2 separate regions of the Pan troglodytes genome follow, and region 1 is linked to region 2. A link is a contact called in public capture Hi-C data. All regions are on one chromosome and are shown on one strand. The core of a region is the stretch at or near the end of the contact, and the rest is flanking DNA. Distances in the headings are between cores, read along the strand shown.

Region 1 (7,231 bases), core at 2,409-4,908, 47 kb before region 2:
TTACATCTGCAAAATCGCTTTGGCCACGTAAAGTAATATATTCACAGGTTCCAGGGATTAGGGCATGAACATTTTTCGGTGGGTCCACTCTTTTTGAGATGGAGTCTCGCTCTGTCGCCCAGGCTGGAGTGCAGTGGCATGATCTCGGCTCACTGCAACTTCTGCCTCCTGGGTTCAAATGATTCTTGTGCCTCAGCCTCTTGAGTAGCTGGGATTACAGGCGTGAGCCACCAAGCCCGGTTAATTTTTGTATTTTTAGTAGAGATGGGGTTTTGCCATGTTGCCCAGGCTGGTCTTGAACTCCTGAGCTCAGGTGATCTACCCGCTTCAGCCTCCCAAAGTGCTGGGATTACAGGCATGAGCCACTGTGCCCAGTGGGTCTACTCTTTTGCCTACTGTGGATGCCTTCTTGGGCAGCCCTGCTCCAGCTGCCATGCAGCCGGCCTGAAGAAGCTGGTTTGACAGAGACTTGTAACTTGTCTTGCATGGTCCGCTACATTTTATTTTTAGAGACAAGGTCTTGCTGTGTCACCCAGGCTGGAATGCAGCGGCACAATTATAGCTCACTGGGCTCTAGTGATCCTCCTGCCTCAGTCTCCTGAGTAGCTAGGACCACAGGTGCATGCTGCCACACCAAGCTAATTACTATTTTTTGTTTAGGCAGGGTCTCTGCTGTGTTGCCCAGGCTGGTCTCGAATTCCTGAGCTCTATTGATCCTCCCGCTTCGGCTTCCCGAGTAGCTAGGCCTATAGGCACATGCTAGCACACCCAGCTAATTACTAATTACTATTTTTTGTAGAGACAGGGTCTCGCTGTGTTGCTCAGGCTGGTCTTGAATTCCTGGGCTCTAGTGATTCTCCCGCCTCAGCCTCCTGAGTAGCTAAGACTATAGGTGCATGCCACCACACCCAGCTAATTACTATTTTTTGTAGAGACAGGGTCTCGCTGTGTTGCCCAGGCTGGTCTCAAATTCCTGGGCTCTAGTGATCCTTCCGCCTCGGCCTCCTGAGCAGCTAGGAGTACAGGTGCATGCTATCATACCCAGCTAATTACTGTTTTCTTGTAGAGAGAGGGTCTCACTGTATTGCCCAGGCTGGTCACAAATTCCTGAGCTCTAGTGATCCTCCCGCCTCTGCCTCCCGAGTAGCTAAGACTATAGGTGCATGCTACCACAGCCAGCTAATTATTCTTCCTTGTAGAGACAGGGTCTCGCTCTGTTGCCCAGGCTAGTCTCGAATTCCTGGGCTCAAGTGATCTTCCTGTCCTGGCTTCCCGAGTGTAGAGATTACAGGCATGAGCCACTGCGCCCAGCCATGGTCTGCTGTATTTCAGACGAGCATTTCTGGCGTAGAGGTGTTAGGGTAATCTAACATTTTATAATTTCTTCCTATCCAATCTATACTAGATACCTCTGCTGGGTTAGTTTTCTTAACATGGCTCTGATGTCATTGGTTCTACTTCCCCTTGACTGCTTTGGTGGTTTGTTAACTATGGAACAAGATTGATAAGTGTGATGCTTTTGCCCTCCCTCCGACTGTCCCCAGCCACCTCTCTGGAGGTGCCTTTCCCTCCCTGTATGTGGCCAGTCTCGTGTTTGTTTCTTGTGTGTTTCCAGAACCAGCCACTTCTCAATGGTGCCCCTGTTTGAGCAGCTTCCTGTGCCCGGTTCACACAGAGCTGTCAACTTCTTCCTGAGGCTGTTATACCCTTTCTCTTGGGAATCCCGCAGGCAGGCGTGAGCTGTATTTGCCTTATTCCTCTGTGGTTGTTTATATATATCTTTTTTTTTTTTTTTTTTTTTTTGAGACGGAGTTTCACGCTTGTTGTCCAGGCTGGAGTGCAATGACGTGACCTTGGCTTACCGCAGCCTCCACCTCCCGGGTTCAAGCGATTCTCCTGCCTCAGCCTCCTGAGTAGCTGGGATTATAGGCATGTGCCACCATGCCTGGCTGATTCTGGATTTTTAGTAGAGACGAAGTTTCTTCATGTTGGTCAGGCTGGTCTCGAACTCCTGACCTCAGGTGATCCGCCCGCCTCGGCCTCCCAAAGTGCTGGGATTACAGGCATGAGCCACCGCGCCTGGCCAGCTGTTTATATATATCTTATCTCCCCTCTGCGGAGGGTTCATCTCTGAGGGAAGCACTAGGAAGGAATCATAGGGTCTCAGGCTGGGCACTAAGCCGGCATTCTGAGTCCTCTGCTCCGTCCTTCACGGCTGTCTGCGACCCTCCTGGCTTCAGCAGGTGTGATCGGTGTCATCACAGTTTTACCAGGGAAGGGATGTCGCTAAAGTGACCCTCCCGCCAGCTCCTCACTGCCTGCCTGGGATCCCACCTGCCACTCTGGGGCCAGGCAGGTTAAATCCGGTTTCTACTGGATGAGACATTCTAGGGGTTTTGAAGGTTTCTCTATTCTCTTTGCCAGGCTAAATATCCCAGTTCATATGAGGGGCTGAAAGAAAGCAGACCCATTCTGCAGGGACACCTTGGTCTCCTCAATCAGTTGAACCTTGTCCTTCACACCCCAGGCAACCTCAGGATCAGGAGACTGGCTGGCTTGGTAGAGGTAGAAGCCATGTCCTTCCAGTTTTCTCAGCGGCGTGACTGAGAAGTCAAGTGTAACGCTATTACCACAGCGTGTGTGCCTCTGGCTGGAAGTACCAGTGTCTGTAGCCCTCCTGACTTAAGGCTCTCCTTGGACCCCAGGTGCTACAAGGGTAGAATGACTTTTGCCTGGAAGAGGTTCCTTGTGCTCCTGGAAATCCTGATGTCAAAGCATCTTTTTTTTTTTTTTTTTTTTTTTTCTTTTGAGACAGGGTCTTGTTCTGTTGCCCAGGCTGAACAGGCTGGATTGCAGTGGTACCATCATAACTCACTGCAGCCTCAACCTCCCAGGCTCAAGCGATCCTCCCATCTCAGCCTCTCAAGTAGCTGGTACCACAGGTGCACACTAACCACACCCAGCTAATTTTTACATTTTTTTTGTAGAGACGGGATCTCTCAGTGTAGCCCAGGCTGGTCTCAAACTCCTGACCTCAAGTGATCCTCCTGCCTTGGCCTCCCAAAGTGCTGGGATTACAGGCATGAGCTACTGCGTCTTGCCTGGCCTTGTAGCACCTTGAGTCCAAGTGATACAGTATATATAATATACAGTCTATATTACCACTGTGTTTGTAGGGTGCTAAGTGTCTCTTCTACAGAGCAGTCTTTTTTTTTTTTTTTTTTTTTGAGACAGAGTTTTGCTCTGTTGCCCAGGCTGGAGTGCAGTGGCATGATCTTGGCTCACTGCAAGCTTCACCTCCCGGGTTCACGCCATTCTTCTGCCTCAGCCTCCTGAATAGCTGGGACTACGGGCGCCCACCACCACGCCTGGCTAATTTTTTGTATTTTTAGTAGAGGCGGGGTTTCACTGTGTTAGCCAGGATGGTCTCCATCTCCTGACCTCATGATCCGCCCACCTCAGCCTTCCAAAGTGCTGGGATTACAGGCGTGAGCCACCGTGCCCGGCCCTACAGAATGGTCTTTCCTAACCACACAGCAAGTCAGGAAGTCCCTGCCTAGTGACACCTACATCTAATCACTTAGCTCATTGCCTGGAGCAGGGCCTGGCATTCAGCAGGTGCTCATATGTGAGCGGCGCTGGTGGGGAATCAGGGCCCGCATGACCCAGAGCAGCTGTTGTAAGACATGGGTCCAGCAAAGCATTCCTCATGCTGCTGCCTGCACTTACCCTCTAGGAAGGCCAGCCTGGAGGAGCCACTTCTGCCCTTCAGGCAAATGATAACTGAGCACCTGTCTGTGCGGGTGCTAGGTGGAAAGGTCCAGAGATGGCAGTGGCCTGGTCCCTGCCTGGGGCACCTTCTCTCCACCAACAGACACTTACCCAGCTGGTTAGACCTGTTCTCACCCCGCAGTCTGTAGTTAGCACCCAGGCTGGGAACAACAGCCTGTGTTCCTCTCCCTTTCCTTGGTACCTTCTCTTCTTGTTCCTTTATTTTTTTCTGAAGAGATAGGATTGCCCTATGTTGTCCAGGCTGGACTCGAACTCCTGCCCACAAGCCATCCTCCCACCACAGCCTCCTGAGTAGCTGGGGTTACAGGCACGCAGCACCGCAGCACTGCACCGGCTATTGTTCTTTTATTTTTTTCCCTCTTTGTCCCTGAAAGAGTCAAGCCACTAATTGTCAGTAATCAAATCAGACCACGATTTCCCAGGCAAACTCCTGGCAGTTCTACATTTAGGAATGACTAGCTAGAGACATCCTGAAGAATGAGTTATTCGGGGAGGCGCCAGCCACCTCCTCTAACTTCACCTCTATCTGCCCTCTGTGTGGGTACCCCTTGCTTCCCTGGATGCTTGACTCCCCCATTTCATCCTCATTAAAATGCCACCACCCCCCACCAGGCCTTTAGGAACATCAGCTGGCTGTTCCCCACAGTGTCCTGTGGCCCTGGGCTACTCATTCTGACACTGGCCATACTGTGGCACACCTTGTTATGGGCTGTTGTCAGACCCAACTGGAGAAAGACCAGCTGTAGGTCATTTCCCTTACGGAAGGGCCCCAACTATATGACCTGCCCCCTCTTTCCTGGTATCTTTTTGAGTCAGGGTCTCACTCTGTCTCCTAGATTGGAGTGCAGTGATGCAATCACGGCTCACTGTGGCCTCGACCTCCCGGGCTCAGGTGATCTTCCTTCCTCAGCCTCCCAAGTAACTGGGACCACAAGCATATGCCACCAAACCCAGTTATTTTTATTTTATTTTATTTTGAGACAGAGTTTCACTCTTGTTGCCCAGGCTAGAGTGCAATGGTGTGACCAGCTCACTGCAACCTCTGCCTCCCGGGTTCAAGTGATTCTCCTGCCTCAGCCTCCCAAGTTGCTGGGATTACAGCCACCCACCACCACGCCTGGCTAATTTTTGTATTTTTAGTAGAGATGGGGTTTCGCCATGTTGGCCAGGCTGGTCTCAAACCCTTGACCTCAGGTAATCCACCCACCTCGGCCCTCAGGTAATCCACCCAACTGCTGCTGTATGTTGGGATTACAGGCATCAGCCACCACGCCCAGCCACTAATTTTTGTATTTTTGTAGAGACGGAGTTTTGCCATGTTGCCCAGGCTGGTCTGAACGCCTGGGCTCAAGTGATCCGCTCGCCTTGGCCTCCCAAAGTGCTGGGATTATAAGCGTGAGCCACCATGCCTGGTCCCTGGTACCTTTTAAAATATACAGGCTGGGCATGATGGCTCATGCCTGTAATCCCAGCACTTTGGGAGGCTGAGGCAGGTGGATCGCCTGAGGTCGGGAGTTCGAAACCAGCCTGACCAACACGGAGAAACCCTGTCTCTGCTAAAAATATAAAATTAGCTGGGTGTGGTGGTGCATGCCTGTAATCCCAGCTACTCGGGAGGCTGAGCCAGGAGAATTGCTTGAACCTGGGAGTCGGAGGTTGAGCTGAGATCACACCATTGCACTCCAGCCTGGGCAACAAGAGCAAAACCCTATCTCAAAAAAAAAAAAAAAAAAAAAAAAAAAAATATATATATATATATATACACACACACACATATATGCGGGTATATATATACACACATATGTACACATATATACGTATATGTACACATATATACACGTATATGTACACATATATACGTATATGTACACATATATACGTATATGTACACACATATACACGTGTATATATATATATGCATGCCAGACATGGTGGCTCATGCCTGTAATCCTAGCACTTCAGGAGACTGAGGCAGGCGGATCACTTGGGGTCAGGAATCTAAGACCAGCTCGACCAACATGGTGAAACCCTGTCTCTACTCAAAATACAAAAAATTAACGAGGCTGGTGGTGCCTATAATCCCAGCTACTTGGGAGGCTGAGGTGAGAGAATCACTTGAACCCAGAAGGTGAGGGTTGCAGTGAGCTGAGATCGCACCACTGCACTCCAGCCTGGGCAACAGAGCGAGACTCCATGTCTGTCTGTCTGTCTATCTATCTGTATAATGTATATGTATGTATGTATATATGTGTGTGTATATATATACACATATATACATACATATATACACACACATATTCTGTTACAGAGCTGCTGTGTGTGTGTGTATATATACACATATATATACACATATATGTGTGTATATATACAGTGTGTATATATACACATATATATACACATATATGTGTGTATATATATACACACACACACACACATAATTCTGTTACAGAGCTGCTATGTAATCTCACAATCATCAGAAAAACGACCCCCAAAAGGGGAACCTTGTTCAGATCAGATGACTTCTTAGCATTAGGCATTCCAGTAGGACACTCTAGACTCCTGCGGGGAGACAAAAGCCAGCTTAGTTTTTTCTAACACTCATATGTTAAACTTGTTTGTGTCCAAAACTTCTTTAGAACTGTGATATTCTTACAGGCAAATGAAGTTGCTTAACAAGTGTTTGTATTTTCTCCCCTATTTCTTCCTCCCAGGCTCAAAGATTTGGAAAGAGACAGCTTAACAGAAAAGGTAATCTCCACCTTAAAATTTTTCTTATTACCAAGTCTGACTGACACACTTTGTGGCTCATAAAAAGAAATTTGTTTTCTTTAAATGGATTTTGCATTTTTTCCCATGAAGTTTCAAAGATAATTTGGATATTCTTGTTAAATGTCAGCACTAATTTGCTGCTAATAGTTGGGTGGTGGTGGTGTTTTTTTTGTTGTTGTTTTTGTTTTTTGAGACAGAGTCTCACTCTGTCGCCCAGGCTAGAGTGCAATGGCACGATCTCGGCTCACTGTGACCTCTGCCTCCCGGATTCAAGCTGTTCTCCTGCCTCAGCCTCCCAAGTAGCTGGAACTACAGGCACGCACCACCATGCCCAGCTAATTTTTATATTATTAGTAGAGATGGGGTTTCACCATGTTGGCCAGACTGGTCTTGAACGCCTGCTCGTGATCTGCCCACCTTGGCCTCCCAAAGTGCTGGAATTACAGGCGTGAGCCACCATGCCTGGCCCAGGTTTTTTTTTTTTTTTTTTAACCAATCTGAGTTCCTAAACAATCTACTCTGGATTGTAACTTGTCCTGGTAACACTGTTTTATTGTGTTTTTGTTATTGTTTTGAGATAGGGTCTCATTCTGTAGCCCAGGCTGCAGTGCAATGGCACAATTTTGGCTCACTGCAACCTTCGCCTCCCAGGCTCAAGTGATTTTCCCAC
Region 2 (6,471 bases), core at 3,439-5,938:
GGTCTTTACCCTGCGGTTCCATAACTGAGGGGTCTTTACCCTGCGGTTCCCAACTGGGTCGGGGGTCATTACCTGGCGGTTCCCTAATTGTGGGGGAATCTACCTTGCAGTTCCCTAATGTGAGGAGGGGATATCTTTACCCTGTGATTCCCTTACTGGGAGGGGTCTTTACCCTGCGATTCCCTAACTTGGGGGATCTTTACCCTGCGGTTCCCTAACTTGGGGGGGGGGTCTTTACCCTGCGGTTCCCTAACTAGGGGGGGTCTTTACCCAGCAGTTCCCTAAATGGGGGGAGTCTACCTTGCAGTTCCCCAGTGTGGGGAGGAGATATCTTTACCCTGCAGTTCCCTAACTGAGGGGGTCTTTACCCTGCGGTTCTCGAACTAGGGGGTCTTTACCCTGCAGTTCCCTAACTGGCAGGGATTCCTTACCCTGTGGTTCCCTAACTGGGGGGGGTCTTTACCTGGTGTCTCCCTAACTGGGGGTGTCTTTACCTGGTGGTTCCCTAACTGCGGGGGGTCTTTACCCAGCAGTTCCCTGAGCACCCCAGGAACATGGTACTGTTTAATTCAGCATAAGCTCACCACAAAGGAGAGCTCCTAACGAGGCCTCTCCCGCTCGCAGGCCTGAGAACACCCACAAGTCCACTCCAGCGAGCTACCACGCAGACATCAACCTGCTCTACTGGAGCGACGAGGAGGCCGTGGTGGACTTCAAGGCTGTGCAGGGCCGCTGCACCGTGGAGTATGGGGAGGACCTGCCCGAGTGCGTCCAGGTGTACTCCATGGGCGGCCCCAACCGCTTCTACTTCCTCGAGGTGGTGCCCCTGCTTGCTAGAGGGAAGGCTTCGGGGTCAAAGTTGGCCAGAAGGAGTCTGATGTCGGGTTATACACAAGGCGGCTTGGCTGCAGGGTTTCAGCTTTTGTAAGAAGTGGGTGGTTGGCTGACGTGAAGCTGTTCTGCAGGAGCTTTACGGGGGTCTGAGCAGGGTTCTCCAGAGCACAAGTTGTATGAGATTCAAGTGGTCCTGGAGTTTAACACTCCTGGTTTTTAAAAAGTACGTCATTAGAGAACCTAACGTTTTAGTGTCTTGGTGCAACTGAACGTTGAGGACCATGAGGCAGCTTCCACCAGCCTGACTGGTGTCTTAGTATGAGTTGGAGAAGGTGCCCCTGCTCCTGGGTCCCTTGGGCCAGGCGCCTACGTCCAGGCCCAGCCCACATGCCTGTGCAGGTGGCCCTGGAGAGGGCCCACGAGTCAGCTGATGAAGCTCATGACTTGTAAATTGTTGGGGCTTGGCCTTTCCGTGTTGTTATCTTAAAACGATACATCCACGTTCTCCCAGGCTTGGATGAGGATAGCCCAATTGGACAGCAGATTCTGCATAGCACTTTTTCCTGTTCTAGAAAGGTACTCTCAAGTGCTTGTAATAGGCATTTCAGTGTCAGCCAGATCAAATGTTAGCATTAATAAAATGTATTGTTTTAAGTTTCTATTGTAGCAAAGTCAAACTACTCTTATTGGTGGCTAATTGGTCATGGCCCCACTGAGGGAGAAATTAAGTGACTATCAAATTGCCTTCTTACTAGTCTGCGTTAGAGAGGGGACAGTGCGTTTCTCTCCCAAACGATTGCAGTTCTCTCCTTTTCAGGCCTATAATGCAAAGAGCAAAAGCTTTGAAGATCCTCCCAACCATGCCCGTAGCCCTGGAAACAAAGGGAAGGGCAAGGGAAAAGGTACGTCATTGTATGAGTTTCTTTTCAAGTTATTCTTCTGTAACTTGGAGGCTGCCTGTGAATCCCTCAGTGTAAAACCACCTCTGGTGTTACTGACTCTGGGACAGCGAGGCCGCCTGAGTTAACAAGGCCCTTGAGAGCAAGGTGGACTTGGACTCTGAGGATCGGGTTTAGCCTCTGGCCTCTCTTCCCCAGGGAAGGGCAAGCCCAAGTCCCAAGCCTGTGAGCCGAGCGAGCCAGAGATAGAGATCAAGCTGCCCAAGCTGCGGACCCTGGACGTGTTTTCTGGCTGCGGGGGGTTGTCGGAGGGATTCCACCAAGCAGGTGAGCGCCCGTAGGCTCCATCTCTGAATACCTGGTGAGCCCAGACCGGGCAGGTGCTACCTGAAACGACTTCCAACCCCGGTCACCTTCCTGACTCAAGAATCTCCTTCCAAGGCCAGGCATGGTGGCGCACGCCTGTAATCCCAGCACTTTGGGAGGCCGAGGTGGGTGGATCACGAGGTCAGGAGTTTGAGACCATCCTGGCCAACATGGTGAAACCCCGTCTCTGATAAGAATACAAAAATTAGCTGGGTGTGGTGGTGTGTGCCTGTAGTCCCAGCTACTCAGGAGGCTGAGGTGGGAGAATCGCTTGAACCTGGGAGGCAGAGCTTGCAGTGAGCCAAGATCACACCACTGCACTCCAGCCTGGGTGACAGAGCGAGACTCCATCTCAAAAAAAAAAAAAAAATCTTCTGGAGAGTTGAAAGCATGGCTTCGTGCTTGATCTGCCAGGCATCTCTGACACGTTGTGGGCCATCGAGATGTGGGACCCCGCGGCCCAGGCGTTCCGGCTGAACAACCCCGGCTCCACAGTGTTCACAGAGGACTGCAACATCCTGCTGAAGCTGGTCATGGCTGGGGAGACCACCAACTCCCGCGGCCAGCGGCTGCCCCAGAAGGGAGACGTGGAGATGCTGTGCGGCGGGCCGCCCTGCCAGGGCTTCAGCGGCATGAACCGCTTCAATTCGCGCACCTACTCCAAGTTCAAAAACTCTCTGGTGGTTTCCTTCCTCAGGTAAACGGGTAGAAGCCCCCCAGTGTTGCCAGACGGCCCGGGGCTGTGCCACATGTCAGCAGTGGTCATTTTCGCCCTGCACTGAGGCCTCTGCCCCCCGGAAGCTCACAGCTCAGCTCTCACCAGGGAGAGACTTTGATAACATTCGTGAGGGGCTTCCGGCACAGTGGGTCATTTCTTCCCTCTGTCTGTGGAGGTGACTCCTGCAGTCTCTCCTGCCCCCTACAGCTACTGCGACTACTACCGGCCCCGGTTCTTCCTCCTGGAGAATGTCAGGAACTTTGTCTCCTTCAAGCGCTCCATGGTCCTGAAGCTCACCCTCCGCTGCCTGGTCCGCATGGGCTATCAGTGCACCTTCGGCGTGCTGCAGGTGGGCCCCGGGGCTGGGGCGGGCAGACAGATGTGGCCAGCACGTGACCCGGCCAGCAGCCAGCCATCCCTTACTGAAGGCAGGGTTCAATGGCACAGGCCTGCCATCCAGGCAGCAGAGGCTGGCATGGTGCTCTGTCCCACTGGCGGAGTCAGGGGAGATGCGTGCTCAGCCGGCCCCCAGCAAGTCCACCGCTAGTGTCTCTTGAGCTGTGTTCTCGAACATACCTGGGAGGGCTGGCTACAATGGGCTTCTCGCCATGCAGCTCCTGGCTCCTTTCCCTCGATGGGGAAGGGTGAGCAGCCCACCATGGAGCACTGTGGAATGGCTGAGTCTGCACAGAGGGGGAGGGGAAGTGAGGTACGCAGAGCCATGTGTAGGCGGCAGCTGTTCGATTGGTTTAAAAGACAGTTTTGCTCTGGGTAACTGCGCACACAAACCCCCACAGATGGCCGAGGGTTGCACTCCACGTGGCTGTGTCTGCAGGGACAGGGATGGACATAGTCTGTGGGGCCCAGGCCTTATCTGAAAAGCATCCCCCATCCTCTCTGTATCAGCTCAGCAATTGAGGGCATAATTAAAAATGAAACAGCTATCCAGATGCTAGCACAGGATGTCTGCCTAAGCGGGCAAGCACTTGGCTACCCGGTCCCCTAGCTCAGCCTCAGGGCGACTCAGGCTCACCAGACAAGACTTGTTGCAGCCACGTTCTCTGTCCTTGTGACCACAGCCATCAGGGAAGCGACAGGGCTCCTGGTCTCCAGTGTTCTCCCCGAGTGCTAAGACCTTGGGGCCCTTGCAGTGCTTTCAGAGCTGGCCGGACTTCCCCGCAGGGTTCGCTCCCACCTTCCCCAGTGGCTGCCCCCTGGGCTCAGCTGCTTTTGTTCTTTATCTGCTCCAAACTCCTCTGACCAGGAGCACGCCTGCTGAGGTAACTGGGGATTTCCGCAAGCGCGCTCCGCATTGGCCAGCCACTCCCGACACAGGCTGCTGACCCTGGGCCTGGGTCTGGACAGTCCAGTTGGGAGTGTCCCACTGACGGTGGGGTTGTCTGTCCTTCTCCCCCACAGGCCGGTCAGTACGGCGTGGCCCAGACACGGAGGCGGGCCATCATCCTGGCCGCGGCCCCTGGAGAGAAGCTTCCTCTGTTCCCGGAGCCACTGCACGTGTTTGCTCCCCGGGCCTGCCAGCTGAGTGTGGTGGTGGATGACAAGAAGTTTGTGAGCAACATAACCAGGTAGGTGGCCCCCGTCGCTCCTCCACACACTGCCGAGCAGGCCTCAGTAGCTCATGGGGCCCGTGAGTGCTCCCTGGTGAGGCTTGGGGAGGAGAGGATGGTACAGCATCTGCCCTGCCACACAGTGCTCTGCCACATGGCACTCTGCCACCTGTGGTCTCCAGTTCTGACCCTGCATCATCTGCTTCCCTAGTAGATAGCATGTGCAGAGCGGCCGGCCGCATGCTTGGCTGTGGTCATCCACAAAGCCCACGCCATAGCCCCATCCCCCCTTCCAGATGGCATCCAGGCACACTGCCACCCATGTGACCTCGGGCAGTGCTGTGATCTCGGGAGAAGGCCATCTGAGCAGGCAGGGGGTGGCACCTGTGACGAGGGGACAGCTGCTGCGTGCATCTCCAGAGGTGTTGACCTCCTCCTCTGTTGCAGGTTGAGCTCGGGTCCTTTCCGGACCATCACGGTGCGAGACACGATGTCCGACCTGCCGGAGGTGCGGAATGGAGCCTCGGCACTGGAGATCTCCTACAACGGGGAGCCTCAGTCCTGGTTCCAGAGGCAGCTCCGGGGCGCACAGTACCAGCCCATCCTCAGGGACCACATCTGTAAGGTAATGGCACCCCGACAGAGCGGCTCCTCCTCGAGGCCCAGCCCAGCAGCCTCGTGGGAACAGTCAGCCTGCCCAAGACTCGGGAGACATGGAATCTGATCCCAGGCTCCTCCTCCCGAGTCCTCAGCCTTTGTGTGACCCCTGGCCTCTCTTGCATGGTCATGGGAAGTGTCAGAGCTCCCGCAGTCCTGGACTTGGTCTGGAATGGTGTCAAGCCACTGCCCACCCACCACTGCCTTCCCCCTTGCTGCCTCTCCCTGCATGTTTTCCCAAGATGCCAAGACCAGCCCTTTCACCATCCCCTGGCACCACTCCCCTTCCCCCACCCTAAAGGCTCCGCTTAGATTCCCACGCTCTCCTACACCTGCGCTGCCTCCGGTCCCTGCCATGGCCTCGAGCCAAGTGCGATATCCCTGACTGTCTCTTTCCCGATGGGCGTGAGCCCCAGGGGGCTTCCTGGTCACCATGGTGTTCCCAGCACCCAGCCCACCATGGATGCTTGGATGCTGCTCACATGAGGTGACAGCTGGGCCCCCCACACTCTTTCAGGACATGAGTGCATTGGTGGCCGCCCGCATGCGGCACATCCCCTTGGCCCCAGGGTCAGACTGGCGCGATCTGCCCAACATTGAGGTGCGGCTCTCGGACGGCACCATGGCCAGGAAGCTGCGGTATACCCACCATGACAGGAAGAACGGCCGCAGCAGCTCTGGGGCCCTCCGTGGGGTCTGCTCCTGCGTGGAAGGTGGGGCCTGTAGGTTGTGGTTCCCGGTGGGCTGAGGGGAAGGAAGGCAGAGCCCTGGGCCTTTGGCCTGTGAACCTGGAGGCCAGGGCAGGGCACAGACACACCAAGCCTGGGTGTCCCAGAGAAGGTAGCTGCTGACCATGTTGAGTAGTAAAAGCAGGCTGGGTTCATGACCCACACCTATAATCCCAACACTTTGGGAAACCAAGGCGGGAGGATCACTTGAGCCTGGGAGGTTGAGGAGGCTACAGTGAGCTGTGATTGTGCCATTGCACTCCAGCCTGGGAGACAGAGTGAGACCCTGTCTCTAAAAAGAAAAAAAAAAAACAGTAAATAAATAATAAAAGCAGGTCAGGCACGATGGCTCACCTCTGTAATCCCAGCACTTTGGGAGGCCAAGGCAGGCAGATCACTTGAGATCAGGAGCTCGAGATCAGCCTGCCCAACATGGTGAAACCCCATCTCTATTAAAACTACAAAAATTAGCCAGGCGTGGTGTCGCACGCCTATAATCCCAGCTATTTGGGAGGCTGAGGCAGGAGAATCGCTTGAACCCCATAGGCAGAGGTTGCAGTGAGCCAAGATCATGCCATTGCACTCCAGCCTGGGCAACAGAGCGAGACATATAGTACTAATAATAAAAACAGTGCCCAGAGAACGAGGATTGTTGGCTGCTCCACCCCAGGGGGCCCCTTGCACAGGAGGTGCCATCTCTG

What was found. Capture Hi-C pulls out chosen DNA fragments and counts their contacts.
Region 1: a capture Hi-C map of stem cell-derived neural stem cells shows a contact between it and region 2, with 2.9 times the contacts expected there. The contact joins two enhancer-like sites. A contact is called at or near these places in 3 of 7 Hi-C or Micro-C datasets (induced pluripotent stem cells and stem cell-derived neural progenitor cells) and 1 of 1 other capture datasets (stem cell-derived neural stem cells).

What each region holds. Positions count from the first base shown.
Region 1 is chr20:12,906,403-12,913,633 of NHGRI_mPanTro3-v2.0_pri, reverse strand. DNMT1 (DNA methyltransferase 1) reads left to right here. Exons shown (of 40, transcript XM_009434668.2): 2 at 6,504-6,540. Among named protein-coding and RNA genes, the nearest start is that of DNMT1, 10 kb to the left of the region's middle. Within about 2 kb of position 3,658, at least 1 of the 24 cell types and tissues checked has an H3K27ac peak or open chromatin away from gene starts, as enhancers often do. A contact at or near this core is called in stem cell-derived neural stem cells, where this site is marked.
Region 2 is chr20:12,861,043-12,867,513 of NHGRI_mPanTro3-v2.0_pri, reverse strand. It overlaps DNMT1 (DNA methyltransferase 1), which reads left to right. Exons shown (of 40, transcript XM_009434668.2): 29 at 625-817; 30 at 1,652-1,736; 31 at 1,932-2,060; 32 at 2,514-2,796; 33 at 3,025-3,166; 34 at 4,237-4,403; 35 at 4,833-5,010; 36 at 5,560-5,764. Among named protein-coding and RNA genes, the nearest start is that of EIF3G, 20 kb to the right of the region's middle. Within about 2 kb of position 4,688, at least 7 of the 24 cell types and tissues checked have an H3K27ac peak or open chromatin away from gene starts, as enhancers often do. A contact at or near this core is called in stem cell-derived neural stem cells, where this site is marked.